Regions from separate parts of the Sus scrofa genome. Here all the other regions are linked to region 3. A link is a contact called in public HiChIP or PLAC-seq data. All regions are on one chromosome and are shown on one strand. The core of a region is the stretch at or near the end of the contact, and the rest is flanking DNA. Distances in the headings are between cores, read along the strand shown. Region 1 has its middle 7.2 kb from the start of EPOP. Region 2 holds the start of LASP1 (LIM and SH3 domain protein 1). Region 3 holds the start of PSMB3 (proteasome subunit beta 3). Region 4 has its middle 12 kb from the start of EPOP.

The links. HiChIP or PLAC-seq counts read pairs in DNA pulled down with a chosen protein or histone mark.
Region 1: a contact with region 3 is called in an H3K27ac HiChIP or PLAC-seq map of alveolar macrophages. The contact joins the enhancer-like site here to the promoter of PSMB3 in region 3. A contact is called at or near these places in 7 of 47 Hi-C or Micro-C datasets (alveolar macrophages, blood, embryonic fibroblasts and 2 more) and 2 of 2 datasets of contacts at active chromatin or transcription factors (alveolar macrophages and skeletal muscle).
Region 2: an H3K27ac HiChIP or PLAC-seq map of alveolar macrophages shows a contact between it and region 3. The contact joins the promoter of LASP1 here to the promoter of PSMB3 in region 3. A contact is called at or near these places in 1 of 5 promoter capture datasets (fetal liver), 1 of 47 Hi-C or Micro-C datasets (fibroblasts) and 2 of 2 datasets of contacts at active chromatin or transcription factors (alveolar macrophages and skeletal muscle).
Region 4: an H3K27ac HiChIP or PLAC-seq map of alveolar macrophages shows a contact between it and region 3. The contact joins the enhancer-like site here to the promoter of PSMB3 in region 3. A contact is called at or near these places in 8 of 47 Hi-C or Micro-C datasets (alveolar macrophages, blood, embryonic fibroblasts and 4 more) and 2 of 2 datasets of contacts at active chromatin or transcription factors (alveolar macrophages and skeletal muscle).

What each region holds. Positions count from the first base shown.
Region 1 is chr12:23,439,286-23,445,893 of Sscrofa11.1, reverse strand. No RefSeq gene overlaps it. Among named protein-coding and RNA genes, the nearest start is that of EPOP, 7.2 kb to the right of the region's middle. Within about 2 kb of position 4,038, at least 3 of the 83 cell types and tissues checked have an H3K27ac peak or open chromatin away from gene starts, as enhancers often do. A contact at or near this core is called in alveolar macrophages, where this site is marked.
Region 2 is chr12:23,262,346-23,269,108 of Sscrofa11.1, reverse strand. It overlaps LASP1 (LIM and SH3 domain protein 1), which reads left to right and starts at 1,900. Exons shown (of 7, transcript XM_021067060.1): 1 at 1,900-2,123. The coding sequence starts at 2,055. It overlaps TRNAC-GCA (a tRNA gene), which reads right to left and starts at 1,193; the gene lies at 1,122-1,193.
Region 3 is chr12:23,354,893-23,362,183 of Sscrofa11.1, reverse strand. It overlaps PSMB3 (proteasome subunit beta 3), which reads left to right and starts at 4,568. Exons shown (of 6, transcript NM_001144902.1): 1 at 4,568-4,635; 2 at 4,946-5,130. The coding sequence starts at 4,633. TRNAN-GUU (a tRNA gene) reads right to left here and starts at 3,714; the gene lies at 3,641-3,714.
Region 4 is chr12:23,420,531-23,427,148 of Sscrofa11.1, reverse strand. No RefSeq gene overlaps it. Among named protein-coding and RNA genes, the nearest start is that of EPOP, 12 kb to the left of the region's middle. Within about 2 kb of position 1,663, at least 4 of the 83 cell types and tissues checked have an H3K27ac peak or open chromatin away from gene starts, as enhancers often do. A contact at or near this core is called in alveolar macrophages and retroperitoneal adipose tissue, where this site is marked.

The DNA of each region.
Region 1 (6,608 bases), core at 2,789-5,288, 84 kb before region 3:
AACTTATCTCCCTGCCTCCACCCACCTCATGATACTCAGGTGACATGTGGGTCCATGTGGGTCTTCAAGACCTGGTCCTGAGCCCTCTTCTCACTTTTTCAAGGCTTTTTTTTTTTCCGGGGGGGGGGGGGCCCGCGGGGCGCGGGTGCTGACCCACCACAGATGGAAGTTCCCAGGCCAGGAATCAAACTTGCACCATAGCAGTGAATCTAGCCATAGCAGTAACAACACCTGATCCTTAACCTGCTGAGCCATCAGGGACCTCCCTCTTCTTACTTTTTAGTCTTTCCTTGAGCCCTACATCCACTCTCCCAGCCTCCACTCCCAAGCACAGCCAGGTGACTCACACAAGTGTATCTCCAGCCCGCCTCTCTTCTCTGAGCATCAGACCCAAATATCCACTCTGGAGTTCCCATCGTGGCGCAGTGGAAACGAATCCAACTAGGAACCATGAGGTTGCAGGTTCCATCCCTGGCCTCACTCAGTGGGTTAAGGATCTGGCATTGCCGTGAGCTGTGGTCACAGACAAGGCTCAGATCCCATGTTGCTGTGGCTGTGGTGTAGGCCGGTGGCTACAGCTCTGATTCGACCCCTAGCCTGGGAACCTCCATATGCCGTAGGTGCGGTCCTAAATTAACTAATTAATTTTTTTTAAAAATCTCTAGCTTCCCAGTGCTGTCAGAATGGGCCACAACCCTTACCTTGGCCTATAAGACAATATAGGACCTGGACCTGGCCTCGCCCCTGCCTCTACCAAGTCACTCCCCTGACCCTGGCCACACCTTGATTCGCCCTGCTCCCTCCAGCCCCAGGACCTTTGTCCCCACAGTCCCCTCTGGCTGGAATACTCCTCCTCCCCTCTCCTTGTTGTTAACGCCTTGCCATCATTCCAAGCTCACCTCAAGCCTCATTTCCCCAGAGAAGCCTCTTGTGCTCTCCCTGATTAGGACAGAGCTCCTGGCACCGCCCCACCTCCTCTCCACCACGATGCTTGTCTCGGCTGGCTTCGTGATTATTGACTGTGGTTGGTCCCCCCCTTCTACCCACACACACACCGCGTGTGGGCCAGGACCCCACCCATTCTGCTCACCATTGTCTTCATCACTTGTCACGAGCACCCTGTGCTCCAAGCAATGTGACCTGTCCAAGAGCCGATACGTGCAAGCCTCAGTGCCTTTGCTCTGCCCGCTTTGAGCTCTGTCCTCAGCACGTCCCGGGCCTTCGTCATTTCACGAATTCCTCCCTAGGCTTCAAGCCTCTATTCCCATAGCTCCTCCTCTGGGAAGTCCTCCCTGACCCCCCTTCCCCGTGCTCCACCCTCCCCCCCCACCGCACTGTCTCCCCATCAGCGCTGTCTCCATCTCCACGCTGGCCATGCTGTACTGTGACGTCTGCTCCCTCAGCTCTCTCCCTTCCTAAGCCATGAGCTTTCAGGAGAGAAATGGGGCAGGGGGGTCGTCATCTCTTCTCTCCAGCCCTTACCCCACTGTCCAGGATGGTTAATGCCTGAGCAAAGGTAGCTCCCTTCACTGCCCCTTTTCCGATTTCTTCAAAAATCAGGCCACACAGCTTGATACATAAAGTTAAAACACTGGAAATGACCCCACCATCCATCAACAGAACGCATCAGTTGTAGAATATTCATACAGTGAAACATGACTGCGTGGCAATGAAAAGAATAAACTACTGCTCCACACAACAGCACCATGTGCCCACATGCATGAGTCTGAAAAAAGAAGCCAGATCTCAACCGTACCTTCCATTTCTACGAAGGTCAAAATAAATCTGGTGATAGAGGCAGCACGGTGGTTATCTCCAGGTCGGCCGGTAGGGGGCGCCAGGATCGACTGAGAGGGGGCCTGGCCTGTGTTGCTCACCTAGACCTGGGTGGTGATCACACAGGTATGTCCACTTGTAAATGGTTTTTTGTTGTTGTTGTTTGTCTTTTTGCCTTTTCTGGGACCGCTCCCGCTGCATATTGAGATTCCCAGGCTAGGGGGTCTAATCAGAGCCATAGCAACCGGCCTACACCAGAGCAAAGCAACGCAGAATCCAAGCCGTGTCTGTGACCTACACCACAGTTCATGGCAACACCGGATCCTTAACCTGCTGAGCAAGGCCAGGGATCGAACCTTCATGGTTCCTAGTCGGATTCATTAACCACGGCGCCATGACGGGAACTCCTCCTCTTGTAAATGTTTTTGTTTGTCTGTTGCTTTTCAGGGCTGCACCTGCGGCTCATGGATGGTCCCAGGCTAGGGGTTGAATCAGAACTGCAGCTGTGGGCCTACACCACAGCCACAGCAACATGGGATCTGAGCACCATTTGCGACCTACACCGCAACTCATGGCAACACCGGATCCTTAACTCACTGAATGAGGCCAGGGATCAAACCCGAGTCTTCATGGATATTAGTTGGGTTCATTACCACTGAGCAACGTGACAGGAACTCCTATCTCTATTTTTTTTTTTTTTTTTTTGTATTTTGTCTTTTTGTTGTTGTTGTTGTTGCTATTTCTTGGGCCGCTCCTGCGGCATATGGAGGTTCTCAGGCTAGGGGTCGAATCGGAGCTGTAGCCACCGGCCTACACCAGAGCCACAGCAACGTGGGATCCGAGCCGTGTCTGCAACCTACACCACAGCTCACGGCAACGCCGGATCTTTAACCCGCTGAGCAAGGGCAGGGACCGAACCCGCAACCTCATGGTTCCTAGTCGGATTCGTTAACCACTGCGCCACGACGGGAACTCCCCTATCTCTATTTTTTTAAGTGTTATAATTTTGCAACAAATTATGGATAACAAACTTCCCGTGTCTGAGAGTCACTTCCTGCTACAGAGTCCCATGATTTTAGCTGGTGATAACTGAAGCCCAGAGAGGGTAAACCACTCAGGTAGAGTCATCCAGTACATCTATGTGGAGCCCACGTTCTAAGGAAGGGACTCTATGTCCTGCTTTTCCCTCACAACTAAAGCCCTCGGGGCAGGCTCTGTGTATTTGGGTTTCTGGCACAAAGCTCTATGGTCTCCGAATATTGGTGGGCTACCCCCGATCTGTAACTGGTTGCTCCTGGAGTGATGAAACATGGCAACTGTGTTGTCATTAAGAGCACAAACTCTCAGAGTTCCCATCATGGTGCAGTGGAAATGAATCTGACTAGGAACCATGAGGTTGCAGGTTCATTTCCTGGCCTCGCTCCGTGGGTTAAGGATCCAGCATTGCTGTGACTTGTGGTGTGGGTTGCAGACCCAGCTCAGATTTGGCATTGCTGTGGCTGTGGCATAGGCCGGCAGCTACAGCTCCAATTAAACCCCTAGCCTAGGAAACTCCATATGCCACGGGTACAGCCCTAAAAAGACAAAAAGACAAAAAAGAAAAAAAAAAGCACAAACTTGGGAGTTCCCATTGTGGCTCAGTAGTAATGAGCAGACATGGCTCAAATCTGGGGTTGCCCCAGATCTGCTATTGCTGTGGCTGTGGTGTAGGTCAGCAGCTGCAGCTTTGATTCAACCCCTAGCCTGGAAACTTCCATATGCCACAGGTGTGGCCCCCCCAAAAAAAAAGAGAGAGGAAGAGAACAAACTTTAAGGGCACAGTTCTGTAGCTGTGTGGACTTAACCTCTCCATAGCTTAGCTTCCCCATCTGCAAAATGGAGATTATAAATGAAACTACCTGGCAGTTCCCATCGTGGCTCAGCGGTTAATGAACCCGACTTGCATCCATGAGGATGCGTGTTTGATCCCTGGCCTCACTCAGTGGGTTAAGGATCCAGGGTTGCTGTGAGCTGTGGTGTAGGTCACAGACATGGCTCAGATTCTCCATTGCTGTGGCTGTGGTGTAGGCCAGCAGCTGTAGCTCTGATTAAACCCCTGGCCTGGGAACCTCCACATGCCATGGGTGTGGCCGTAAAAAGACAAAAAAAAAAAAAAAAAAAGAGGAAGAACCTACCTGCCTCATTCTGCCTCATTGTATTCTTCTGAAGATTAGATGAGTAACTAAACAAAGCGCTTAGGACAGTGCCTGGCTCCAAGCCACGTCAGTGTTTGCTATGATAAACCTCTACTAGGGGAAAACCCAGGCAGACAGTCCAAGTGAAACTCTACTCCTCCACTGGCTGTGCCACTTCAGGCAAATTGATTAACCTCTCTGAGCCTCCATTTCGTCATCTGTTAAATGGAGATAACAATACCTATCTATTATATGAAAACAACATAATGCACTTAAAGCACCCGGTTAAGTTCCTTGTGTGCAGGCCTCTTCCCAAATGCCATCACTGGGAGGCACTGGACTGCTTAGAATTAATCCCTTCCCCACCTACCCTTCTCCCGTGGTCCATTCTCCTTCTGCGGCTAGCAGACAGCAGCATCTAGCGGAGAACTCTGGAACTGCATGCTGGCCAAGTGCCACGTGCCAAGCTGGGTGCAGTCCTTTAAATCAGCCTTTTAAAATACGCATTCTGAACTGGATCAGCATTTCTTAGATGTTTGCTGTGTGCAGGACATGGATCCAGGGCTTACATAAAATGAAGCAAGAGTTACAAGATGACTGTAGAAGGGTACAAGAAAAAACCCACAAGCAATTATAAGCTTATCAATACTCTAATTCTTTATCTTAAAGAAAATATAAACTCTACAGTAGGGAGACTTGGCACACTGAACAGTGTCTTCTTGGGGAGTTTTTACAATTGCAGGAGTGATTTCCAAGTGGCCATTTCATGTCAACAGCTCTCAATTAAGGCCACAGCAATGAAATGAAAGCTTAGGTCAGAAAGGTGATTCCTGTAGCTGCTTCCCAGCTTCTCCGCGGAGAGGGAGGGAGAGCGGGAGTGTTTGGCTTCAAAGCCCATATTCTTCCACCACACATCACCACTCCTCCCGCAGACAAAAAAGGGTGAAGAGGGTCTAGAGGCAGCACAGATCATATCCAACTGGGGGAAATCAAAGAAGACTTCGTGGAGGAGGTGGCATCTCAAATGGGCTTTGGGGAATGAAGGTAGAGAAAGGGCAGGCAGCTGGGGAAGGAAGGGCATTCCAGTGAAGTAACAGAGATCGGCTGGACAGGAGAGTCAGGGTCCAGTCATAGAGGGCCCCAAATGACAGGCCAAGGTGACTGTATGTAATAAAAATGAAAGACCCCCTGAGTAAGAAGGTAACCTGATCCGAGGGGATCAGAGAAAGACCCGAGATCTAGACTCTAGTTGGGCGGCCACTGCAAAGTCCTGGGACTCCTGGGAGACTCCTGCGGACTCCTGGGAGTTGCGCCACGATGGAGAGAATAAAAGACACTGGTGAGGCTAGAAAGAGGGGGAGGTTCAGAAGAGTTAGCCGTGGGTTGAATGAGAGGAGCCAGGGGAGAATTCAAGATGCTGAGTGATAAGGAGAAAGGCAGGGATGTAACCAGAACATGGACTTGACCAGAGGCACTGAGGTGAGCAGAGGGCGGAGACAATGAGCTGGGTCTTCAATGGGAGAAAGATGAGTTGCCGGCATCCACAGGGAGGCATGGCATCAAAGCTTAGGAGGGAGGCTGAGCTGGAGGGAGAGGAGGCAGGTGCAGTCATGTGGGGGTCACTTCCCTATGTCTCCGCAAGCCGAGGACTTGGGAGAAGACAAAAGGGATCACCTCGGGGAGATGTGAGGACAGAGGGTAGATGCCGCCTGGACACCATCAGTCTCCCTCTTTTTAAAGGGAGGGACAGAGGACGATGAGGAGGCCCAGAAGACAGAGGGAACCTTGGAGAGAGAAAACCACCCCACAGGGAGAGCCCCGGTGCACAACCAGCAGCGCCACAGGTCACGGAGTGATTCAGGGGTCAGGGCGGCCAGGAGGCAACCACTGGATTTGTGGTTGGGGGTTGTCCTGGATGACTCTGGAAAGAGCGGCTTCAGAGGCAGAAGTCAAGCCACAAAGATTTAAGAGGCAGAGGCTGTGGGGGCAGCTGAGGCTCCCAGGAGGAGGAAGGTGATGGTGAGCAGAGCCGGATTAGGGGGAAGCAAGCGGGGTGCCTTGGGAACACAATGAAAGGAGACGCTCACTCTCAGGGCCGTGCAGGTGGCCCTGATGGAGGGGCAGACAGCTGGTCCCAGAGCTGTCGAGGAGTAGAGACTCCTCGGAGACTAAAGGACCTGAGATAACCCAGGAAGGGAACTTAGAGACCCAGACAGAAGCGGAGACCCTTCGACCTCCATATCCAGCCCAATCCACAGTGGCCAGTGGCAGAACCTCAGAGGGCGAGAAGGCTGGGGGAGGGGAGGGGTGGAAGGGGTCTGGGAGTAGGGGCTGGGGACCCCAGAGAGATAGAGGAAACCAGAGAGGCAGGGAGAGCCTCCTCAGACCCCTCCTGGGGAGACGTCCCCCCTCCTGCCTCAGCGTGGGGGTGGGGGGACGTAAAGTCTCAGGATCCTGGGCTCAGCCTGAGGAAAGTACGAGGGTCCAATCCGACCCTTTCCCCAGGCTGCTCCGCTTAAAGGAGATTTGTGCCCCCCAACCCCGGTTCAAGAAGGGTTGCACCCCACACCGATCCAGGACAGACTTCTTTGCCACACAAAGTCTGAGTGAGTTTTCCACCCTGGAACTTGGTTTCTGTAGTGGGCTGATGAGTGGTAC
Region 2 (6,763 bases), core at 651-3,150, 90 kb after region 3:
GGGGTGAAAAACGAGTTATTTCTCTGAATGGCAGCTCTGCTTCATCTCCCATGTCTAGCTCGGCGACACATCTCACAGTAAAGGGAGCCGTGGGGGAAAAAATGAGTTCAAGCTGCATTCCCCTGGGGCCCCGAGGGATGACACAACCAAATTCCGAGTTTAAAATATCACAACTGCCCCCTGACTCAAGAAGCATGCCTCTCTCTCTATCCTTTCTTTTTCCTTTTTTTGGGCAAAACCTAGTCGAGGGAGATGCCCTTGCTCCCTTCATACTTATAGTTTTCTTCCCACCCAACAAGGATGCTGTCAGGCAACCAACAGATATCTGTCTCCATCTTTAGGTTATGAAACTGGAGGGCCCTGTATTACTGTTTCAGTGGGTTCTTGAAGTGCGGTCCCTCAGCATCAGCATCTCCTGGGAACTTGATCAAAATGCAAATTCATTCTGGGGGTGGAGGTCCCATTCCAGGCCTACTGAATTAGAAACTGGGGCGGGGGGCAGTTTTCAATAAGCTCTCCAGGTAATTCTGACACACGCTCAAGTATGAGAACCACGACTTTAGTTTTATATCAGTTTACATCGGGATGTACCTTTGTAAACTAAAATGAGCTTTGGGGTTGGCATGGGCCATTTTAGTGTTCTCTAAGGGCTTTCATTCTGCTGGTGCCATGAGCAATAGGGAAAGATAAACAGGGCTAGCGCCATGTCGACGGTAATAAAGAAAGTTGAAGTTGGAGACAATCTGCGCCTGTGGGTTTCCTTCCCTTGACCCTGACCCCTACCCCAACTCGCACACCAACTTGGAGGGAGTCGTCTTGTCTCCTAAATCAGGGCCTGTAACTGACACAACTGAGGCTGCCGGCCGTGGCCAAAGAAATCCAGACTCCTCTAACGCTGGAATGGGTGCCTGCAGCTTTTCTACCTCGTTTTGCCCGTGTATCCACCCCCGTTCCTGCTGAGTACAAAGTAAAACCGAAAGCTTTCCCCTATCGTTGTAAAATGAGGAAGGGATTTTCAAACACCATTCTTCTGTTTTCTTTAACACCTAGGACCCAAGGTTAAAATGTGATTTCGCCAACGGAAGAGTTACATAAATTTTGTAAGTTTGGCAAAACCGCCGAGGGGGCACCCGGACTTGAACCAGGGACCTCTTGATCTGCAGTCAAATGCTCTACCACTGAGCTATACCCCCGCGCCGCGTTACTGTCTGGGGACGGCTCCTTTGGGTGTTAAAACACTGCTACACCAAAGGCGGAGCGCAAGGATTAGGAACGAAAGAGGAAAAAGGGCCCAGTGGAAAGCAGAAGGTCCCCAGATCCGCTGAACCACCGCAAAGCTGTACGGCAGAGGCCTCGGGAGGGAAGAACTAGCCCGGGTTGCAAGGCGCTGAGTCCTGGCGGGAGGGACGGGTTCCGCCCTGCAAATGTGGGAAAGGATGTTGCGCCGGGAGGCTAACAGGGGCGGTGAAGTGGGGCTCCCGTTCGGTCCGCAGGTTCTCGCCAGGTACCGGCGGGTTACAAAGGAAGCCCCCAAATCTGGCGGATCTGGTTGGGCGTTCGAGAGTGTTCGAACCCCACTCTCGACAGGTCAAGGGGTCTGCCCGCCTACCGCAGCCCAGGCGCGCAGATGTACGGCCAGACCGGCTCCGCGCCGCCTCCAGCTCCGGAAAGGCCCTGGGCAAGGTTGTCCGCGCCAGATCCTCGGGCGCGTAGCTCCGGGGCACCTTCAGCTTTGGAGCGCACCTAGGCGCGCGCGCCGGGTCCCGCAGTCCTCCCCGGAATCCACCCCCGCGCAGCCCCACGTCGCTCGGGGAGCGCGCCTCTCCGCGCGCGCCCCTGCCCGCGCCCGCGGCGCGTCCCCGCCCCGGTACAGCCCCTCCTCCCCGCTGTGTTTATTAGGGGAAGGAGGGCGGAGGCGGAGGCCAGTTCCCTAGCTCCAGCCGCCGTCGCCGTCGCCTGTGCAGTTGCAGCCGCCGCCGCCTCCCGCCAGCTCGCTCCGGGGAAAGAGAACGCGCGCGAGCTCGGGCGTCCCCGCCCCAGCCTTTCCCGGAGTCATGAATCCCAACTGCGCCCGGTGCGGCAAGATCGTGTACCCCACGGAGAAGGTGAACTGTCTGGATAAGGTGAGCCCGGGACTGGGAGACGCGACTCTGCAATCTCCGAGCTGTGCTCCATTTCCAGGGAGGAGAGAGGGGCCCGGTCTACGCCGCCTCATCCCCGCGAACCTGGGAGGAGGGAGGGAGGGCGGTGTCATGGGGTGTGGGGACAGACCCCAGTCTGGAAACCAGGAATCTGAGGCGAGGCAAGGAGTCTACGCGTGGCGGGCAGCCACTACGGGAGGCCACTACTGGAGAAGAGTGGGTTCTGTGCCCCGGGCTTGGGAGGACGCGAATGGAGTAGGGAAGTCAGGCCCCGCGGTGGGGGTGGGGGTGGGGGGAGCGGGGGAAGGTTAGGGGTGCAGCCCCGCCCCCTAGGGCCGGGAGAGTGAGAGCAGACGGCCGCTCCCTCTCCCCGCCGCGCCGAGCGCCAAGTAGGCGGAAGCGCGGGGCGCTGGGGGAGGGGGCGGCGGGGGGGCGGGGCAGAGGTTGGGGAGCCCAGCGAACCCGTGGGCTCTGGCCGCGTCTGGCCGGGCTTCCTGGCCTGGAGACTGCGGGGCGGGGGCTCTCAGCCGGCGAGTGTTGCATCTGGTGAACTGGGCTTCGGATACGACCCGAGCCACACTGAGAGACCCCTTTTTTTTTGGATGACCTGCAGCCCCCCGCCCCTGGTGGTTCCATGGTTAATGAACTAGCAGACGTCCTCCATGGCCTCCCAGCCCCCACCTCAAATACACGCCAACTCCCGCGCTAGGCGGCCCAGCCGGACTGGGGCGGGGTCCGGTGCTGGAGTAGGGTGGGTGGGGGGGTTGCTTCGCAGAGACCTCCTGAAATTGTGCTCAGTGACTGAGTCCAGCTAGTAGAACAAAGAGCTAACTTTTCAAAGCAGGTTTCCCCGATGGAGGGTGGGGTTGGCTGAGTTCAGGGGAAGCTAAGAAAGGAGGGGGGAGGTGTTAGAAGGAAGGTTAGGTGGCCTTCTGGAAATTCACTGTCCCCTGGGGGCCTTTACGCGTCGTCTCCCCCCCCCCCACCCCCGGCCCCGCATCATGCTGGACTCGTTCATCTGGTTGCCATTATACTTTTGGAGGGGGGCGGAGAGTAGAACTGGGTATTTCCAGCAGTTGGGGGTAGGATCCGGGCCTCTTTTAAGCTCCCTATGATCCTAAGGCAAAATCCACCTTCTCCCCCCCTACATCCCCTCCCCACGGGGGAGGAGAGGCCTCTGATTTTGACCCTCTCCTCGTCGTGCCTTTCATCTACCTCCTAAAGCCGGTTCCAAGTCCAGAGAGCCCTCCTTCCCGCCTGGACTGGCAGGGGTTGGGGGGCATGGGATGGAAGAGGGGTGCAGAGCCCACCTGCAGCCAGGTTTTGCTGGGGAAAGGGTAGTTCCTTGGATCTTTTTTTTTTGTCTGTCCCCTCCCCCCTTGGGCTTGGCACTTCCTCAGTGACCTTTGACTTATGAGTCAGGGTGAGGGGGTGGGGTTCCAGGTTCTGAGATACATTTGAAATTGCTCCTGGAGAAAGGGGGGCATCGGGAGCTGCTGCTCTTTCACTCCCTCTCCTGAGCCTGGCCGGGTTGTGGGTACAAGGGCTGTGGGTGCTGACCTTCCCAATGACCATGCCTGCCTCTGGAGGGCAGGACCGGAGCCCAGAGGCACTAGCTGAAAGAGCCATCTGTCCTTACACACTGGGGTTTGGCCCTTCCCTGGTGGTGGGATTTTGGCCTCTTCGTTCCGGGTGCCTCCCAACCCCCTTCTTCTCCACAGTTATGAATCGGGAAGAGGCTGTGGCCACTCGCACCCACATGAGGCAGAAACATTGTATGATGGAGGGATTGCTCGCCTGAGAGCTGGGAGACTTGGGCCAAGTTCCAGGTCTGCTCCCACCAGCTTTATGAATGGTTCCAGGCCTCAGTAGTCACCCTCTATCAGATGGGTATGGTGATGTCACTTCCTTGAAGGTGGGGCAGTGCACTCAAGTGTCTGTCACAGTGCCCGGAAGGAGATGTGGTGGTGGCTCTGCCTTCCCTACCTTGCTGGGGTGCTCCGTCCAGCCCCACATCTTTGGAGTCAGAGGGGAGAGGCCAGGGAGCCTTCAAGGTGCCCTCCCCCGCTGTCCTCTTGCCCTTGCAGGAAAAGGTCCTGCAGGTGGAGGTTACCTTGGGAAGCGGGAGTTGGTGATTCCGCTCTCCTTTTAGATCTCTTCCTAGAGGAGGTGATCCTGGGGCGACCTCACCCTCTGCCCTGAGCCTGGGATATCCAGGTATCAGACCTATTCTTCCCAACCCCCTTCAGGCAGCAAGGACAGGCACTTGGAATGGGGACCTGGTGCCTGGAGGACTGAGACCTGGGAGGGGGAACATCGGGTCCCATAGGCAGCGCTGCTGACCAACTTCCAAGCTTCCCACTTACAAGAGGATAGAGTCCAATTAGTCACTGCAGGTTCCCTACAACATGGTGTGACCAGAGCACAGGCTATGTCCTTGATGTTAGGCTTATCTCCTCCCTCAGCTTATCTCCCAAAGAGTGGGTTAAGGCCGTGTCACCTCTGATGGCCACCCTGCCCTCAACCTACAGTACCCAGTGTGCTCTGTGGGCTGAATAAATATGAATTGCTGATGGTGGTGTTTGAGCTTGAGATTTGCTTCCCCAGAAGACTGAGGGGGTTAGAAGTGGGAGAGAAACGGGGTGACGTCACTTGCTCATTCATTCAACAAATATTTATTGAGCGCCTACTTTGTGCTAGGCACTCGCAGGGGCTGTAGCAGGGCCTTTGGGGAGCGAGAGGGGCTGTGTCTCGCAGTGTCCTCTGCATCTTGAGAGAGGTGGCATTTTGTCCCGGACCCCATTGGGAGGCATTTGTATCTGGGGACTTGCGTTTTCAAGAGTCTGGCTCTGTCCCTCTGCCCTGGCTTACTTTCCCCTGGGCTCCTGACCTCAGGTGGAGGCATTTGGGAAGGGTAGAGGGTTGGTGGGCTCCTAGTTCCCCTGGAGTCTCCCCATCAGGAGGGCTCTCTGCCTCAGAGACCCCCCTGGATCATCCTGTGACCCGCCACTCATAGTTGTTACAACTCATGGGAATGGCCAGGCTCAGTCTTCCCAGGAACCTCACAGAGCAAATGCGACTGCTCCTGAAAGTCACGAACCCCCTAATCGGAGGCTCTGACAGGTCCCGGGGCTCATTGCCCTCGCAGCCAGCGCTGGAATTGAAACCTCAAGTTCTCTGTGCTCAGCTCTTCTGCCTGTTGTTGTGTTTGCAAAAAGTCCTTTTATTGATGCTGTCGCACCCAGAGTGGTCCCTCCCTTCCCTGCCCCTGGCCTGAGGAATGCTCTGGGCTTGGGTGACGGCACTGGGAATAATACACTCCCTCTGGGAATTGGTGGAGGTGCCCTAAAGCCGGCCTCCCAGGTGGCCTCCGGTCAGGGTGGGGCTGGTGTCGCCTTGGAGGAGCGTGAAACTTTCCCTGGATGAGAGGAAGGGAGGGAGAGGTCTCATGCCCTAACCCTGAGTCATAGGCAGCCCGGGTGAAAGAGAGCAGGACACCAGGCGGAGGGCACAGTGACCCGCATCCCCCTCACCCAGAGCTGTGAGCTTCCCCCACCTCCACAGTGATGTTGGAGTGATTGGGCGGCCGGGGCCTCGCCCACGTGCAGGGGATCTTGCCTCTGCCCCCACTGGCCTCTGTTTGCCTTTCTGCGGAGTGGGTTGCTGCTCTGGAGCTGCAGGCAGGGAGCGTTGAGAACAATGGGGGGACCTAGGAGATGGGCAGAGAGGCTTCTAACCGGCACCAAAGGTCTGGGGATTTTTTGTGAACTGGGAAACAGTGGACTTCCAGGGTGGCAGGGAGGATTAGATGAGCAAGTCTAGAGGTGTATTTTGTTTAAGTACTTGTTTTTGTCTTTTTTAGGGCCACACCCACGGCATATGGAGGTTCCCAGGCTAGGGGTTTAATCGGAGCCACAGCTGACGGCCTACACCACAGCCACAGCAACTCGGAATCCAAGCTGCGTCTGCTGCGTCTGCTGCGACCTACACCAAAGCTGGATCCTTAACCCATTGAGCGAGGCCAGAGATCGAACCCGCAACCTCATGGTTCCCAGTCGGATTCGTTAACCACTGAGCCACGACGGGAACTCCCTAGAGGTGTATTTTGCTCCCTGAGCCCTAGTGCCAGGCCTGCTTCTCTGAAATCTTACCTGAGTCCTCAGGTAAGAAAGGGATTCTTGCTCTGGGGCAGGGGAAAGCGGGTCCTTGGAGGCTTATATTAATTCATTTCCCTGTGCCCTTCACTAGATCCGATTGAGATAGGGATTTTTTTTTTTTTTTTTTTTTTGGGGGGTCACCTTGGGGTGACCAGCCCAGGCCTGGCCCACAAGGGCTGGTAAGTGACATGTCATCTTCTGCCCCCGCCCCCCCTCGCTTTCCTACCCCCCCAAAAGGACACAGTGGCAGGAGCTGCTGGCCTTTGTTGACCCTGGGAGCTCTTCTCCAGAGAGGGGAGGGAAGTGATGAGAAGCAGCCAGCGGTGCTGCTCGGAGCCCGTGTCATCTCCTCCTAGCACCTCTGTGGGATCATGGTTTTAGCTCCACTTGCAGATGCGGAGACCCGGTTCTGTAGTTACCTCACCCAGTCCCCTCTCGTTCTCATCATTCTGTTCCTGAACCCCC
Region 3 (7,291 bases), core at 3,319-5,818:
CCTCCCCACCCCCTACGTCCCCTCCGCGACGGATGGCCCGCTCGAAAACGCTGAGCCCGGGACCCACCCCGAGGGAGAAAACCGACGAGGCGGGGACAGAGGCAGAGGCCTCAGGCGGGGGGACGTCTAGCGGCTGGGGCTCGGGTTGCTGAGATGGAGGCTGGAGCCCCCGGTGTGCTTGGACGAAGAAAGGAAGGTAACCCGGGCCGGGAGATAAACAGAAGACTGCACAGCTCTGGCTCCGGGACCGGGACACGATAACGGGCTGAAGGCAAGAGGCCCGAATCCGAGTGCACTAGAAAACGAGGCGCGGGGCCTCGGAAGTGGGCCCGCGCTTTTTCCTGCTAGGTACTGATTCCCGCATTTTTCGCCCGCGCGCGGATCGCGTTCCTCGCTTTGCATAGTTGGTGCGCCTCGCTCGCCCTGGCAGCGGGAGGAGCCCGGTGAGCGCAAAGGCGGCTGGTATTCGCCGACTCCGACCGTCGCTCCGGGCTCCACCTCGCGCTCGAGCTCCGGTCTCCGGTGGCTCCTGCCTGGAGGAGAGAACGAAGGGGAAGCTTGGAAAACCTGGGAGCAGCAGCAGAGGCCAGCGCCAGGGAAGCCGATTGGTACTATGTTATTGGAGACTACAGTGGGCCTGCTTCATTACAACTGTCGATTCGCTTATTCCTTATTCAGAATTTATTAGGGAGGGTCTTTATGTCAGTCGCTACAAAGAGCTCGATTATCCGTCCAGAAGCGCCATTAAGCTCACTGGCGGTGGGTGGCTCGAGTTAGGAAATTAGGAAACGAATCTTGAACAAGCATCGGACCGCCTGCCTCCTCCTTCTACCCTCCTCGCTCGCAGCCCAGGCAGATCCAAAGCTGGGGACTCCGGACTGAATGCTTTCACCCTTTGGCTGGCGACCAGGAAATCTGCGGACCCTGGCCGCCCAGTGACCCCAGCTTCAGCCTTTGGCCCACGCCCGGCGAGTTGGGGCGGGGTGGGGGGAGAGGAAGGACGGGAGAGATTTCCGCCCAGAGCGGGTGGTCTGAGAACCCGCCCGAACAGGGCCAGGGGAGGATTCGGTCACCTGCTCCCTTGTCCTTGGGTGCCGAGACCGGGAGTCCGCCACCCTTCATGGAAAGCGGGCTCTTGGCGTGGGCATGCTCACGGGTCCCTGGGGCAAGTGTGCTGCAGGCATCCTGGACTCTGCCGGGGAGGTATCCTCTTCGTTCACCCTGCGGGAAGAGGAGTACAGCAAGGACTCATTTGCCGCTCCTTTCCGGCTAGAAGATCCAGGCCGGCAAGAGAAACATGTAGGGGCTTTTCAGGAAGAATTCGGTCGCACCCACAAGCCACAGGGAGCACCCAGGGGCAAACCGGGATGGGGTTGGGAGGATATCTGCTACAGGGAAGAGGGCTGACATCCCTCTCAGTCCCCACTGGGGCCTTTTCACTTGGACTGCTGTCCAAGAGGACCCACCATGTTCACTGGAGGTCCCTTCACTTGTTCCTTAGACAGTTATTAAGTGCCAACCACCAGCAAACTACAAGATAGAAGGAGCACACTGAAAACCCCACTACCTGCAAAAACTTCTTATTTCCAGCCTGAGTGACCAGTTCCCACATCCCTGGCCTTTTTAGCTTACTAGCTTACCAGGAGAACTTTTTTTTTTTTTTTTTTTTTGTCTTTTTAGGGCCATGGCCATGGCATATGGAGGTTCCCAGGCTAGGGGTTGAATCGGAGCTGTAGCTGCCGGCCTACACCACAGCCACAGCAACACAGGATCCAAGTGGCATCTGCGACCTATACCATAGCTCAGGCAACACTGGATCCTTAAACCACTGAGCCTGGATCCTTAACCCACTGAGCGGGGCCAGGTATCTCATGGTTACTAATTGGGTTAGTATTAGTTGGGTTCATTAACAACTGAGCCACAATGGGAACTCCAGGAGAACCCTTCTTTTTTTATTATTATTAAATTTAATGTTTTGTTTTAGATATTTTTATTTTTTCCATTATAGCTGGTTTACAGTGCTCTGTCAATTTTCTACTGTAGAGCAAGGTGACCCAGTCACACATACATATATACATTGTTTTTCTCACATTATCATGCTCCATCGTAAGTGACTAGATATAGTTCCCAGTGCTATTACAGCAGGATCACATTGCTTATCCATTCCACAGGAAAGAATTTGCATCTATTAACCCCAGGTTCCCAGTCTAAACCACTCCCTCCCCCTCCCCCATGGCAACCACAAGTCTGTCAGGAGAACCTTCTAACCAAACCTTTCTCACATCTGAAGTTCTCTAGTTTCCCCAACAAAGAAGCACCTGTCATGTGCCATTGTCAAATACAGCTCTAGGCACCGGGTCGGTAACCTGATGACCTGGATTTTGTCCCACAGGATGCTCACAGGCTGGTGCAGGCAAGCTGCAGGGTTACACAGCCTGTCGGTTTAGCTTCCATGGGCACGGTGTATATCCTGTGTATACCCACCCCCATTGCCCCCCTAGGCCTGCAGCAGCAGTAAGAGTAGGTGAGCATTGGGGAAGGCTTTCAGAAGAGGCTTCCTTTGAGCCTTGTCTTGAAAGGAGACCAAAGTGGAAGGAAACCGCTTAAGAGGGTCCTTTGCTTAGCTCCTCCATAAAAATGGAGGCTCCCTCTCCCAGCTCAAGGGTGCACCTCTGCACTGGCAAAGCGATGTATGCCCAAATTTCCCCTCTCCTATGCCAGTTGTAGTATCTCAGGAGGTCATCCAGCTGACAAACTTTTCATCAGAAGAGTCACTGTGTCTGTCATAGACTAGAAGCTTCCAGAGGGTAGCAACTCAGGAAACCTAGGTAATTGTTTCTAGCACATGTACCGAGAGATACTTCGAGAAGAAGACCTCCTGGAAGATAGTAGAAGAAAGCAGCTCCTTCAGCGATTTTATGAGTCTTTACCTCTGTGTCTTTTACTCCTTCTCTCTCCCCCAAACAATGTCCTTTGTCACATTCTGCTTCTATTTCTCCAACCTCGTCCCCACATCTTTATATTTCTAGAAAAACAAACAAACAAAAACACCTGTTTTGTCTTGATGCTTTCCTTTTTCTCATGCTTGTCGTGTTAATTGCTTCTCTCCCCCCTCGCCATTCCTCTGGGTCTCCCATTGACCCCGCCTGTTTCTCTGTCATATCCCCGCTTTCTGTCTCTCTCTGTATAGGACAGCTGATTTCCCCTTCTCACCTTTTTTTTTACTTCATCCCTCAATTTGTTACTGCCTTTGTCGCTCACACTTTCTTCCTTTCCAAATGTAGTATTTAGAGAATGAAATATCGATTGAGGCAGATAAGGGAAAACCGCCCAACCTCCAAGGCAAATTCATTCTTAATCCTGTGAAAAAATGCAACCTGAAACGTATTGTACAGTGAGGCAAAAACCTATATGTCTTTGCCTTCCCTGCAATCCTGTTGGGGGCGGGGTGGGAGGAAGGTGGCAGAGGGAAGTGCTGGAGAAAGTATCCCCTCCTTAACGAAACAACATCGAAGTTTCAATCACAATGACCCTCGGATTTACTATAGAAATAGTATTGTCTGCTGTTTCAACACAAAATCTGGCTTTGCAGTGTTTGTGAGAATAAGGTTTTTCCCCTTTTTCGAGGGGGAAAAGAGAGCGTCCCTGGGTGGGCTCGAACCACCAACCTTTCGGTTAACAGCCGAACGCGCTAACCGATTGCGCCACAGAGACTGCGATAGCTAGTGGTGAGCTGGTGGCCAAGTCAATGGGAGTGAGCCTGCGACAGCGCTAGAATCAGAGCGGAAACCCCACAACCTTGTGAAAGAAGTGACTTGACGGAAAAAGGGAAGCCTCACGACCTGGAGAGAGAAGCAGGCGGGATGTGCACGCCTCCCCTGCACTGGCTCGGAGGTGGGGTTGGGGAACTGTCACCTGCTTCCTCATTGGGGACACCCAGAACGTCCCTCTTTAAGGTGACCCGAGGTTAGGGATACTTGAAAGTCGACCTGTTGTGAATCCCTCAGAGCAGAACCACCTTCGGCTTCCAAATCTTTCCTTTGCTGCCCAACCCTTGCAGCCGCAGAATACCCAAGACGCCCTCCCTCTGCCCCTCCCCTTGGCAACAGTAAAAATGCATTTTATGGGCTCCTCCTAAATACGAAGCATGTCCGGAGCCTAGCATGGTGACTGGCACACAATAGACAAGGATTTCTGGAATGAATAAATGAAACAAGCTTCATGAGTAATATGCGCGACGCGCACAGCGTGCTCTTAAACAACCCCGGGGCCCTTCACTAGTGCGAAAGCCCTCTATCTCGGGTTTCATCAGCCCACGTGGGCACAGGTTCCAGCCCGCGATGGGGAATCCAAGACTGGGTCCACCGCTATCCCAGCTTGCACCGCGACACCGGGCTCTTCCGCACTTACAGTGACTTTTCACTTTGCGATTTCCCCACCTCGGTTTTGGCCTCTCAACCAAACTCCTGTACTGATGACTGACAAGGAAGCATAGCCAATAGAATGCCAAAGTGTCCCGGAAGGGTCGGCCTCTCAGCCAATAGAGAGAAAGCAGCGAGAGTGGGTGCGCAGTGAGGCCCAAAGCCGGTTCGCAGGAATTGTGGCGATTGGAGGTCCTAATACACTGCAATCATGGTGAGATGGGGAGCGAGAAGAAGGGACATGGGGTAGGGATTGAGGAACAAGGAGTGGGGTCATGGGGAGTTGGGGAGGCGGAGAGGCCTGGTGGTCGGTTGAAGGAAACGACTCCAGTTTGAAGGGGGAGCGGACCGCAGTGAGGACCAAGGCGGGGAGTGGGGGCTCCCCGCAGAGCTGGAGTTGGGGCATTCAGGCACCTTCAGACTGGAGAAGGATGCGTCCAGAAGTCTCCGAATCAGGGGCTGCGCCGGGGGCCGTGGCCGCGTTTGGCCCCTCGCGCTGAGCCCCTCCGCTCTGTCTGCCCCAGTCTATTATGTCCTATAACGGAGGGGCCGTCATGGCCATGAAGGGGAAGAACTGTGTGGCCATCGCTGCCGACAGGCGCTTCGGGATCCAGGCCCAGATGGTGACCACGGACTTCCAGAAGATCTTTCCCATGGGCGACCGGCTATACATCGGCCTGGCCGGGCTCGCCACAGACGTCCAGACAGTGTAAGTATCCAGGGTCCCCACCCAAACCCACGCCTCTTCTTGGACCAGCCTTGCCTAGCGGTTTGAGTGGCCTGGGTGTCAGTCATCTATCAAACAACACCATTGCATCTGAGACCTTGCCGGACACAGAAAGCGAACAACTTAGCAGCATTTACTCTGTGCCAGACGCTGTGGATGGCACCTTATTACCTCCATGGACTTTAGTCCTCTTAACATTACCATGTTGCTGTCCCATTTTGCAGATGAGGAAACTGAGTGTCTCAGAGGGTTTATTGCCCCAAATGTAAGCTAATGAATGTCACCCAGGATCCCAATCTCTGAGGCCAAAGCTCGTGCTCAGTCTCTAAAGAACTTTGGCACTCGTTGGGAAACAAGGCAGGCATGCAGAAAGATAGCTAACCCATAATGAGCTGGAGCATATTAATTGCTAGATTAGTTACCTAGTTGACAGTGGTTCTTTGAGAGAAGGGAGAGTCCAGGAGTTGAAATAGGTGGTTCTCCTGATGATCCAGGTTTGAGGGTTGAGGTCCTAATAGGGTGGCGTGGTGGGAAAGGAAAGGAGGGCATTTCTGAGAGTGGTCACTGACCAGTCTTAGCAGTGACAAGGATATTGTGAAGCCAAAGAGTTACCCATTGAAGTCAAGGTTTGTGTCTTTTTTTATCTGTTTTTATGGTTTACCCTAGTACTTGGCATGCTGGCAAAATGTTTTTTGGATTTTTGTCTTTTTAGGGCTGCACCCTGTGGGCATATGGAAGTTTCCAGGCTAGGGGTCCAATTGGAGTTGTAGCTGCCAGCCTACGCCACAGCAACTCGAGATCCGAGCCATGTCTGTGACCTGGCTCACCACGATGCTAGATCCGTGACCCACTGAGTGATGCCAGGAGTAGAACTTGCGTCACTCATGGATACTCATCGGATTTGTTACTGCTGAGCCATGACGGGAACTCCCCAAAATGTTTGAAAGATGATTTCTGTTTTGAGCATGTTGACTGAAATATAGGAAGACTAGTTTTAAGGGAAAGGTGGCAACTTTGATTTTGATACCAATTGTAAAGGCACAAAGTAAACCATGCAGAAATACCTCTGGAGCAACTGGGGTCTTGAGATTATATCTCAGGGCTGGATAGGCATTGGTGATCTGTGAAATCTATAGGAACAGATTCTGGAAAGCCAAAAACATAGAGGGAAAAAATAAGCTGCAACTCAAGAGCTGTATATTTAGCAGTGGGGAAAGAAGAGAGGCCAGTGGGAAAGAGTCAAGACAAAAGTTTCAAGAGGGAAGAAAACGAATCTGATTAGTATCCATGAGGATGTGGGTTCGATCCCTGGCCTCGCTCAGTGGGTTAAGGATCCCGAGTTACCGTGAGCTGTGGTGTAGGTTGCAGACTTGGCTTAGATCTGGCATTGCTGTGGCTGTGGTGTAGGCCAGCAGTTGCAGCTCCAATTCGACCCTTCTATATTCCTTGGGTGCGGCCCTAAAAAGAAAAAAAAAGAAAACAACAACCCCAAAACACAGCATCTTGCTTTTTTTTTTTTTGTCTTTTTTGTTGTTGCTATTTCTTGGGCCGTTCCCGCGGCATATGGAGGTTCCCAGGCTAGGGGTTGAATCGGAGCTGTAGCCACCAGCCTATGCCAGAGCCACAGCAACGCGGGATCCGAGCCGCGTCTGCGACCTACACCACAGCTCACGGCAACGCCAGATCGTTAACCCACTGAGCAAGGACAGGACCGAACCCGCAACCTCATGGTTCCTAGTCGGATTCGTTAACCACTGCGCCACGACGGGAGCTCCTGCATCTTGCTTCTTATTAACACATATAAGACTTTGCGGTTTTATATGTGATCTCCATACATGATCTCCCTGCCAGATGATTTATTTTGTCTCTCAGGGATGGAAACATTAAGGCTTAGCCCAGGTCAGCTCTCTCAGTTCACTGCTTTCTACTGTGTAAACTGCCTTCACTGTGTCTGCAGGCAGACCCCTGTCAGAAGGGTAATGCATAAGCTATTCCTCAAAAAAGTAGGGGGAAAATGCACTTCTTAACTCCCCTTTTCTCATGTCAAAGAAAGTAGGAGAAAAAAAGGTTAGCGGAGTGGCAGGTTTATAGGTAGAAGCACCACGTTGGACAAGTCCTAAAAGTGGACATGAGGCTGGACTTG
Region 4 (6,618 bases), core at 414-2,913, 68 kb before region 3:
AACCCCACTGCTATTATTGAGCCTGAAAAGAATTAACAGTCATCCTTTAACTTCGTCAAATAGCCGGTCAATGTTCAGATTTCTAATTATCATAAAATGTTTTTTCTCTGCAATTTATTTAGTTTATTGAAATGAGGATCTGAGGATGGATTTCAAGCGGTTTAATGTCTCGTACTTCTCTTTTAATCTATAAATTCCTCCTTTCTCTTTTTTCACTTTCTCCCTGAAATTTATTCATTCACTGACAATACCAGACTCTCCTCTAGATCTCCCAGTCTGGGATTTACTGGTCGCCTCCCCATGGTGTCATTTAATCAAGCAACGTTTATTCATTAAGCATCTACTATGTACAGGATTGCCAAATTTAGCACACACAAATACAGAACATATTTATACTTAAAAAAAAAACCCAACTATTTCTCTGTAAATCACACTTAACTTGGAGTTCCCATTGTGGCGCAGGGGAAACAAATCCGACTAGAAACCATGAGGTTGCGGGTTCGATCCCTGGCCTCGCTCAGTGGGTTAAGGATCTGCCATTGCCATGAGCTGTTGTGTAAGTTGCAGATGTGGCTCGGATCTGGCATTGCTGTGGCTGTGGTGTTAGGCCAGCAGCTACAGTTCCAATTAGACACCTAGCCTGGGAACCTCCACATGCCGCAGGTGTGGCCCTAAAAACAAACAAACAAAGCATCCTGTTTTGTTTTGTTTTGCTTTTGTCTTTTTATTTATGGCAGCACCTGCAACATACAGAGAGGTTCCCAGGCCAGGGATCATATTGGAGCAGTAGCTGCTGGCCTATGCCACAGCCACAGCAACAAGGGATCCAAGCCGCGTCTTCGACCTACCCCACAGCTCATGGCCACGCAAGATCCTTGACCCACTGAGGGAGTCCAGGGATTGAACCTACGCCCTCGTGGATACTACTCAGCTTCATTAACCACTGAGCCTTGAGGGGAAGTCACATCCTGTTTTATCTATGTGCTAAGTAGTGTTGGAAGCACAGTGGCGAGCAAGATAGAAAAATCCTACCCCACGTCAAGGAGTTTATGATCTAGTAAACCAGGGGGAGCCAGGTAATATACTAGCAGATGATATTCCTTCTGAGGATATTGTGAGGACTGAAAGAAATGGAGGGAGTTTCTCAGATGGCCTAGAGGGTTGAGGCTCCTGTGTTCTCACCACTGTGGCTCTGGTTGCTGCTGTGCAGCGTAGGTTCAATCCCTGGCCCAGGAATTCCCACATATTGCCTGTGTGGCAAAAAGAAGAAAGAAAAAACCCACCCCACCCCCCCAAAATCCCCAGAAAGAACCTGAAATAAAGGTTGCAACTCTCATTTAAAAATAAAATAGGAGTTCCCATTGTGGCTTAGTGGTTAATGAATCTGACTAGGAACCATGAGGTTGTGGGTTCAATCCCTGGCCTTGCTCAGTGGGTTAAGGATCTGGCGTTGCTATGAGTGGTGGTGTAGACTGAAGATGTGGCTTGGCATAGGCTGGCAGCTGCATCTCTGATTTGACCCATAGCCTGGGAACTTCTATATGCCGTGGGTGTAGCCCTGAAAGCAAAAAAAAAAAAAAAAAGGCCCAATCTTGACCCCACGGGCTCTAGCCCCATCTCTCTCTCCTCCCCTTCACAGCTGAACTTCCCCCCAGAGCTGTCTACACACTGTCTTCCTTTTCTCACTTCCCACTTCCTCCTCAGCCCCCTTCCATCTGCTTCCACCCCCACCCGCTGCCAAAATAGCTCCTGCAGAGGTTCTGGTGGCCTCCATCGCATCAAAACTGGCAGGCGCTCATCAGCCCTCCTTTCTTGACCTCGCCACAGTATTCCACAGGCTCAGCCCCTTCCTCTCTCTAGGAACCTTCTAGTCCCTCATCTTCCGTGCATCACAATTTCCTGGTGTCGTCTGGTCTCAGGAGCTGTTCCCTCTCTGTCTTCAGCCCAGGCTTATTCTTCCCTTCTCAGCCCCAAAGTCGAGGCTCCTTCAGTTTGCTCTAGAACTTTCCTCTTCTCTCTCTGGACACTCTTCTTTTTTTTGAGTGTGTGTCTTTTTTTCGTTTAGGGCTGAACCCGGGGGAGTAGGGCTTCTGGAGGTTCCCAGGCTAGGGGTCCAATGGAAGCTGTAGCTGCCAGCCTACACCACAGCCACAGCCACGCCAGATCCAAACCTCGTCTGCAGTCTACACTGCAACTCATAGCAATGCTGGATCCTTAACACACTGAGCGACGCCAGGGATCAAACTTGCATCCTTATGGATACTAGTCGAGTTCATTACCACTGAGCCACAACGGGAACTCCTCTGGACACTCTTCTGTGTCCATCAGGCAGTTACCATCTGGATTCTCAGCTCTGACCAAGACACCCCACACCCTCTTGGCCTCTACCTCAGGCACTTCAAAAGCCCCACAAACACAACCTGTCCCAAACCATCAGCCGCCTGCCTCCTCTGCCCCGAGTTCTGCTCCCAGGAAAGCCTGTTCCAATGTATGGCTCCTCCTTCCACCCCCAGACGTCATCCTGGCACCGTGGAGCCAAAGCGCTGGCAAGTCAGGGGGTCATGACACACCCCATGTCTGCTTCTTCCCACCTCCATTCTGGCCGCCCCAGAAGCACCCCCATATCTTGCGGGCCCTCTCTATAGCCCCTGGTTATCTTCCTAGGCCACAGATTGGATTATGTTACCCTCTGTTCAAAACCTTTTGATGGTTTCCCATTGCTTTCAGGATGGAGAGGGAAACCATTAGTTAGTTTCCATTAGTTTGGCTCACAAGTAGGTTATAGTAATAGCCTGACAACCCTACCAGATGGGTTCCCTCACCTTCCGCCTCCCCTGTGCTGGCCTCTCTCCCTTCGGCCACTCAGGCCCCCCTTTTGTAAGCAGCCAGCTCGCCCCCCTCCCTCCCTTAGCCGATACTGTTCCTTCGAACCATACACTTTCCCCCACCTCCCGCCCCCCTATACCTGGCCCACACCTGCTTCTGGTCCAGGCTCCACTGATTCCTTCCTGGGAAAAAAACCACTCCTGACCCGTCCAGACTGTGACCAGATGAGCTTCCATCATCATCCCACCCCCCAGCCCAAGACCTGCGGACCTTTCCTTCAAAGCAGTTTCATCCACTTGGCACTGTGCATTCGTTCAAATGGTTTACGTGATTATTCACCTCTCCTCTTTTTTTTTTTTTTTTTTTTTGTCTTTTTGCCATTTCTAGGGCCGCTCCCGTGGCATATGGAGGTTCCCAGGCTAGAGGTCCAGTTGGAGCTGTAGCCATCAGCCTATGCCAGAGCCACAGCAACACGGGATCCAAGCTGCATCTGCAAACTACACCACAGCTTACGGCAATGCCGGATCCTTAACCTACTGAGCAAGGCCAGGGATTGAACCCGCAACCTCATGGTTCCTAGTTGGATTCTTTTTTTTTTTTTTTTTTTTGTCTTTTTGCTATTTCTTGGGCCGCTCCCTCGGCATGTGGAGGTTCCCAGGCTAGGGGTCGAATCGGAGCTGTAGCCACCGGCCTACACCAGAGCCACAGCAACGCGGGATCCGAGCCGCGTCTGCAACCTACACCACAGCTCACGGCAACGCCGGATCGTTAACCCACTGAGCAAGGGCAGGGATCGAACCTGCAACCTCATGGTTCCTAGTCGGATTCGTTAACCACTGCGCCACGACGGGAACTCCATCCTAGTTGGATTCTTTAACCACTGAGCCACGATGGGAACTCCTCATGTCTCCTCTTGAAACACACCATACTCTTATGTTTCAAGGGCCACATCAGTTTTTGCCTTAACTCCATGACTAGTACATAATTGGCACTCAAATGCTTTTTTCTTCTTTTGACCATGCCTGAGGCATTCGTAAATTTCAGAGGCAGGGATCAAGGGAGCTAAACCGAGCCACAGCAGTGACCTGAGCTGAAGCTAGGCCACTAGGGAACTTGCTCAAATACATTTTAAAAAATCTTTTTGATTATGTATATTTCAACCTAAAGAGAAATACAAAAGTAAAATGAAACCCGTGTATCCATTACCTGGATGAGGCGTTGTTCGTAATTACTAACATTGTAGTATATTTATCCTTTTTTGCTGAAAAAAAAAAAGTTTTTCCTTTTCTAGCCTGCAACATATGGCCTGAGCCACAGTTGTGACCTACTGTGGCAATGCTGGATCCTTCAACCCTTGGTGGGGGGGCCAGGAATCAAACCTCCAGCCAGAGTCTGCTTTGCACCAGAGCAGGAACCCCCTTGCTGAAATATTTTAAAGCGATTCCAAGTTTGCATGACAGTTTACCCTCTAATACTTCATGAAATTTTCTGAGTACCATCTAAGGATCACCCCTTAACAAAAATAATAATAATTCCATATATCATCTAATACCCAGCCCCTGTTCCAATTTCCCTAATTGTCTCCCCAAAATGCTTTTTGATTTGTTCTAAATAAGGTCCATATGTTGCATGCGGTTATGTCTCTTCAGCCACATTTAAATCTAGTGTAATCTTTTTTCCCCTTATGCCACTGAGTTGATTTGCGAAAGTATTTTAGTAAATTATGGACATCCTGCCCCACCGTCTAAATTTCTCTGATTGATTCCTCAAGGTGTTGTTTACCCTGTATTTCCAGCAAAATGGAAATTAGATCTACAGGCTCAACCAGGTTCAGGTTGGCCACACTGGCAAAAACCCTTCCTGGGCGATGCTGCGTCCTCCTTCAGGATGTCCTCAGTGCTGAGAGCCGGTCCTGTGATGGAATGCTCTGATTAGCAGGTCCCATTGGGGACAGCCAATCCCTCTACTACGATGTTGCATGGAGTTCCCATTGTGGCTCAGCGGTAACGAACCCAACTAGTATCCATGAGGATGTGGGTTCAATCCCTGGCCTCGCTCAGTGGGTTAAGGATCCAGCGTTGCAGTGAGCTGCGGCATAGGTCACAGACATGACTTGGATATGGCATTGCTGTGGCTGTGGTGTAGGCTGGCAGCTACAGCTTCCATTGGACCCCTAGCCTAGGCACTTCCATAGGCCGTGGGTGCGGACCTAAAAAGACAAAAAAAAAAAAAAAAAAAAAAAAGAAGTTGCATTTTCTTGGGAGTTCCCGTCGTGGCTCAGTGGTTAACAAACCCGACTAGCAACCATGAGGATGCGGGTTCGATCCCTGACCTGTGTGAAGGTTGCAGACGCAGCTCGATCCCGTGTCGCTGTGGCTATGGCGTAGGCCAGAGGCTACAGTTCTGGTTGGACCCCTAGCCTGGGAACCTCCATATGCTGCGGGTGCGGCCCTAAAAAAAAAAAAAAAGAAGTTGCATTTTCTTCCTTTAGAGCCAGCAAGTAATCTGTGGGACAATACTTTGGAATGACTGTGTTTTTGAAAATGAAGTAGGTCAGTGTGGCTGAACAGTGGCGAGGACAGGAACCAGAACTCAAAGATCCAGAACTCAGAGACCAAAGAAATTTGGTCTTTATCAAGTAGGATGGGGAATTATGGAACCCTTTTAAGCAAACGAAATCACAGGACCAGACTTAGCAAGGGAGGGGGTGAGGTGGCAAAAAGGGAAGCGGGAAGGAGCATTTCCTGAATTCTCAGCTTAAACTGACCCTGTGCTAGGTGCTTGCACTTGATCTAGTGAAAGCTTACCTGTGTTTAAAAGAAAAAGACTGGGAGTTCCCTGGTGGTCTAGTGGATAGGATTTGGTGCCTTCACCATTGTGGTCTGGGTTCAATCCCTAGTTTGGGAACTGAGATCCCACATCAAGCCGCAGCCAAGAGAGAGAAAGCCTACTTTACAGATGAGGAAAATGGAGGCTCTGACTCATTGGGTCACTCACCCAAGTTGCAGAAAGTGCTGGTAAAGACCTAAAGCGAGGCAGTGACCCTGAGCATGGACAGGGATTGAAGGAGAATCAGCAGCACCTGTAGCCAGAAGACTAGGGAGGAGGGGAACCAGGAGCCCTGGCTGAAGCCGAGGCCTCCTGCGGGCTGTGGGTGGGATGCAGGAGGGGACAAGCAGGTTGGAGGGAACTGAAGAAGCTCAGCCTCTCTGCTGCCCATATGTCTCCACGCTGCTCGCTGCTCTCTTGAGAAATGGTGTTTATAACATGACAATGTCTCGAATTTGACTCAATAAGGAGCTGAAGTTATCCCTCATTGGTGTTTCATTCAAAGCAAGGACACTCTCCATTCATTCGGAATGGCCTGTTTCTCATGAGTGTTGCAAGATGAGTGTGAATGCGAAGCTGGGTGGGTTCTCTCTCAGCCCAAATGGGCCAGAGACTGAGGCGGGGGGGGGGGGCTGTCTGTTCTCTCAGCTAGAGTGTCTGTCTTCAGACCTGGGGGCGGTCTCCCTGCCTGAGGTGGGGTCCTGGAACCCGCACATTCAATGCCCAGCAGGAATGTGGTGCAGAGGTTGGTTCCAGGAACCACGTGGAAGGTCCAGTGACAAGGAAGATGGTTCTGGGAGGCAGCTGCTGAGGTTGGCTGCAAGGATGCTCAGGGCTGAAAGAAGGCTGTTTAGGGGCAACAGGAAAACTTTTCAGGTTAAGGGGTGGTTTTCGTTTGCTTTTTGTCTTTTGTCTTTTGTCTTTTTTTTTTTTTTTTTTTTTTGGCTTTTTAGGGCTGTACCT